Linked DNA regions of Callithrix jacchus: region 2 is linked to region 1. Evidence: chromatin contacts called from public Hi-C data. All regions are on one chromosome and are shown on one strand. Each heading gives the region's core, a stretch centred on a gene start, on an enhancer-like site or on the middle of the called end of the contact. The rest is flanking DNA. Distances are from core to core; before and after follow the strand shown. Region 1 holds the start of ANKRD17 (ankyrin repeat domain 17). Region 2 holds the start of COX18 (cytochrome c oxidase assembly factor COX18).

Evidence for each region. A called contact is a pair of places that touch in the nucleus more often than the background predicts.
Region 2: a Hi-C map of skeletal muscle shows a contact between it and region 1, with 8 times the contacts expected there. The contact joins the promoter of COX18 here to the promoter of ANKRD17 in region 1. A contact is called at or near these places in 2 of 3 Hi-C or Micro-C datasets (both in skeletal muscle).

What each region holds. Positions count from the first base shown.
Region 1 is chr3:124,817,464-124,819,976 of calJac240_pri, forward strand. ANKRD17 (ankyrin repeat domain 17) reads left to right here and starts at 1,255. Exons shown (of 33, transcript XM_054253289.2): 1 at 1,255-1,825. The coding sequence starts at 1,415. LOC144581811 (a long non-coding RNA gene) reads right to left here and starts at 920. Exons shown (of 8, transcript XR_013533083.1): 1 at 766-920.
Region 2 is chr3:124,998,338-125,000,850 of calJac240_pri, forward strand. COX18 (cytochrome c oxidase assembly factor COX18) reads left to right here and starts at 1,256. Exons shown (of 6, transcript XM_008993193.6): 1 at 1,256-1,665. The coding sequence starts at 1,333.

The DNA.
Region 1 (2,513 bases), core at 5-2,504:
ATTCTGCCATGGTACTCTGTAGAGTACTGGCAACTGCCCACATTTCATATGGTATGCCAATGCTAAAAAGAAGAAAAAAGCTAAAAAATAAAAAAAATCCAGGCATATTCAGCTAAACTTAGCAGTCTTAAAATGGCAACTATGTCAGCTGAGACATACTTTTAATTTTGTGCCAGTACATCTGTCTTTGATGTTTGCTTCATTTTCCTTATGCCACTATACTCCTACTAGACCAGAAAGGGATAATTCTGAGTTCAATGGGCTCCACTATCATTTCAAAACTCCTTAAAGTTCTTCGGAAACCTAAAAATGAACTCACAACCCTACAAGAGGATACAGACAATAATCATTATTTATGCCTGCTTCATAGATAGAAGTTGAATCGAAGAGGGCCGAAGAGCTAAATCAGGGTCATTCAGTGAATCATCTACAAAGCCTGGCACAGATCATGCATCCTTCCCGTGTCTTCCTCCCCTTGGAACCTTGAGTTGTAATGATCTTAGACATCTCCTAATCGACTGCTTTCATATTACACACGTGTAAACTCACGTACAGGATGTCTACAACCCAAACCTTAAACTCAGTTAAAGAAGGCTCTTTCCCCAACACAACACCACCTCTCAGGACCCAAAGCTCTATCTCTCGGTTTGGCGGAGGAAAAAACGAGAATAAAACTGCGTTCAGCAGTCCAGAACGAGGCCCCCACCTCCCCTATCTGGCAGACCGGCCTCCCGCTAACAACGTGTCTGGACTGCACCTCCGCACCTGCTTCCCACACTGCGCAGGGTCGGCTCCTCTCCAGCCTCCCCGTTCTCTCTACACACCGCAGCACTGCGCGCCCGCGGGGCCCCAAACAAGGCCCTCGAAATCTCACTTTCGCCTTTCAGCTACCCGCACGCCACGGGGCTCAGGCGACGGCTGATGGCGTCACTGCACTTCCGCCTGCGGCTGCGTTCTAGTCACAAGCCAGGAAGAAAAAGGGAGGGCTGCAGGGCTGTGTGTGCGGGAAATAGCGGGTAAAGAGAAGAAATCCGGTAGCTCTCGGGCGCTCCCGGGGCATTTGCGCCCCTTTTATCAGTCCCCGCCGTTTCCTGTCGGAAGCTGCCCCAGGCACACTTCCCGGGCGTCTTTCCAGTCTCCTCTCCTCTGGGTCTCCCAACACCCGGTTTCCCTCTTATGCCTCACCCCCCCTTCCTTTGCTCCCTCCCTCCTTCCCTCCCGTCAGCAGACTCCCCGCCCTTAGTATCGCGAGACGAAGTGAGAGCTGGCGGAGCGGCGGCGGCAGTAGAGGTGACCGAGGCGGTGGCGGCAGAGGCGGCACCGATTGCTGTGTCGGCCCCAGTGCGGCCGAAATCGCGGTAGCGCGTAGCCCCCACGCCCCTCCCCCGTCGGCGCCCTCCCTCTTTCCCTGGGGATGGAGAAGGCGACGGTTCCGGTGGCGGCGGCGGCGGCGGCGGCTGCGGCTGCGGCTGCAGAGAGAGAAGGGAGCCCCCCGGCGGTGGCGGCTGTGGCTGCCCCCCCCGCGGCGGCGGAGGTCGGCGGCGGCGTTGGCGGCAGCAGCGGAGCTCGCTCGGCCTCGTCTCCTCATGGGATGGTGCGAGTCTGCGACCTGCTCCTGAAGAAGAAGCCTGCGCAGCAGCAACACCACAAGGCCAAGCGTAACCGGACTTGCCGACCCCCTAGCAGCAGCGAAAGCAGCAGCGACAGCGACAACAGCGGCGGCGGTGGAGGCGGAGGTGGAGGTGGAGGTGGCGGTGGCGGCACCAGCAGCAACAACAGCGAGGAAGAGGAGGACGACGACGACGAGGAAGAGGAGGTTTCTGAGGCAAGGGCCTGGTTTCAAAAGAAGGAGGGAGGAAGGGATTATAAGGGATAGGGGGCCGAAGGTGGGAGGGGACTTGGCGGTGGGACAGATTCCAGTGGGTTGATCTCTTAGGGGCCAGGCTTTCGACTGCCCCCTTTCTTTCCTCGGCCTAAATCGTGAGGTGTGGGAATGTGGGGGAGGGTAGCTGACACGTGGGGGTGGGAGGACCACAGAGTTCCCAGAGTTGGTGAACAGCCTGTTATCATGGGATGGCTCACATGGTTAAGGATGGAGGGAATTGGTTAGATTCCCTGTTTACACGCTGTGGGGGTGATCTGCCTGGGGCCAGTAGGGCCACCTTATTCTGGGGTGGGATCGAGATCAAAGCGGGAGGAGTAAAATAATAGGTAGATGAGTCTCTTGGGGACCAACTAGGAGGTTGATCAGCTTATCCCAGTTGTGAGGTGGAGGGGAACAGTTTGAGGGGGGATGTAAGGTTGTAATGGACTCAGAGCTAAGTGTTTGTGTATATGAGGGGCACGTGAGAAGCTGTACTTTTCCATACTGTTCTGCAGGGTTTTTCACCACTATCCTGGCTACTAAAGTAACCTCACTTCCTCGATCTCTCAAGGATTTTGGATGAACTGATGCTGTATTTTTATACATTTATCAGTAACTTTAAATAATTACAAATGACCATATACATTTA
Region 2 (2,513 bases), core at 6-2,505, 180 kb after region 1:
TAAAAATTCATGTAAAAATTTGTCAGTTTGGAAAGCAGATGACTTCCAGAATCCTGAGAAAGTGATCATAGGGTACCCTTGGTTAGGTGCACAGTGAAGGGCAAACGATAGCTGCCGTTTGACATTACCCAACATTTGCTGGAGGCTTCTTTGACTAAATAAATTTATAAAATCAATATTTACTCCTCACAACATATTTTGTTCTGTAGTCTGGGGTGACCCTTCTGTGAGGAACCTCCTCTGTGTCATTCCAGTTTGTTGTTTCCAGGAACACAAAAGTAAAAACTATATAGTCGCTGGGCGCGGTGGCTCACGCCTGTAATCCGAGCACCTTGGGAGGCCGAGGCAGGCAGATCACGAGGTCAAGAGATCGAGACCATCCTGGCCAATATGGTGGAACCTCGTCTCTAAAAAAAATAAAAATAAAAAATAGAAAAGAAAAAAAATTTAAAAACTATATAGTCCATGTAGACTCAACATATTCCTTTTGACTAGAAGACATCTAATGCTGAGTTCTAGCTCTTTAAAGCTTATATAGGATACAAGTAAACTCTAGTAAGGAATTTACCGCACTGCCATTGATACTGCCAGTGACAGTTTCCCTTAAATCAAGACATGACACTTCATCTTACTATAAGATTTTTGCTGCTATTTATAATGGAACACAAAACATTGAAGAAATTCAGTTTGCAGGTAGTGTTCAAAATACTAACTAGAATAGATGGGCCATTTAATTAAATATACACGAGACTGAACTATGCGTCGTGCTTTAAGCATGCTTATTAACACTCAGGGTCAGCAAGAAAAATGCGTCACTCTCCGGGCCGGCATTTTAGCAACGTGTTACTCTTTGGTATTATAATCTATCGTATTCTCTAGCGGAAGCAACCGAGTGCACGTAAAGAGGTTGGGGATCAGCTTCTGGTCACAAAAAAACACTGAGCAAAGGTGATTACAAATGACGGTTAGCTTTCGTGAACTAGAATGGACATTTTTACGGTGAAGACGATCTTTAGACATGACTCCACCCATGTCTCTGCAGTCTGGTCCGGCCTCGGAGTAATTCCACCCCAGCAGCGGGAAAGTTTCGCGCGTGCGCAGTAGGCCTGCCCAGTGCCAAGTGGGAAAGGCAGAACTTCCCTATCTTTTGCGTCATATCCACGCGACGCAAGTCGTCACCGGCTTGAATGGGAAGGTCAGTCACAGCTGCCGGCGGGCGTACAAGCGCTTTTTGCCCGCTGTTCCTGACGCATGCGCCTGTCAGCCTTGGCTGGCCAGTGCATGTCCGCTGGATTGTGAGGCCCGGTTTCTGGACTCCGCTGTGGTGCAGAAATGCTGTGCCGGCTTGGCGGTCGGTGGCTGCGGCCACTCCCTGCCCTGCACCTTTGGGCGAGGGACCCGCCGCTCGTGCCGGTTCCTACGAGCGGCGCCAAGCGCCCCACTCTCCCAGTGTGGGCAGTGGCACCAGTCTCTGCAGTAGATGGGAACGGCTGGTACGAGGCCCTGGCCACTTCTTCGCCGGTGCGGGTTGCGGAGGAAGTACTGCTCGGCGTACACGCCACCACGGGACTGCCCTGGTGGGGCGGCATTCTGCTCTCCACCGTGGCCTTGCGGGGCGCAGTTACGCTGCCCTTGGCCGCCTACCAGCACTACATCCTGGCCAAGGTGAGGGGCGCCGAGCCGTGCGCGCGCCCTGCGCGGCAACCCCTGAAGTGGAAGAAAGTCGACATTCACTCAGGGTTTTCGATCCCACGATATTGCCTGCTGCAGTGCTTAGTGTTTAATCATCGTGACTATTTTATTGTGACCATTTTAGCGTTTAAAAACATTTAGCATTAGGTGTGTTAAGATTTTGTACATATGAATCTGTCATTTCGTTTTCGTTGTTGGGTTTGTGCTCCGAGCACAAGTGGTTGCCAGAGTTCTCTCAGAGAATCGAAACAAAGCAGTCAGTGGCAGAAGAAATGGAGTTGGTGAAATCTATAAAATTCATGTCTTAAAAGTTGTAACAGCCAGTATGTCTGCATACTATTAGCAGTTTGCGAATTTGATTCCTATCCAAGCCCGACTAAGACTGTTGGTTGGTCACAGTCACTTAACCTTTTAATGCTGAATCCTTTTTTCTGAGGAATCAGGATAGGAATACCTTCCTTACCTATTTCGCAACGTTATGAGAGGAAGTCAGATGATGTGGGTTAAAGTGCTAGATTATTCAAATGGACTAGTTAAAAAATAATGGCTTTCATGTTTTCAGGTTGTGAGCATTGGGGAAAAAAATCGGAAACAGAACGGGAACGGAATCAGCAGCAACATTAAGTCAGTGAGCTACTTTACAGGAAAAATTAACACAGGGCAGGAATAAATGCACTTTTTATTTTTGATCTGTGTCTATCACAGTGCATTAAAGGTTCTTAACAGACTGCAGTTTTCTCCACTTACTTTACTAGGAAATCTAGAGATGGAACAGTAAAGTCCAGGGTGCAGTTCTCATGTAATACTTCTAATCCTGTGAA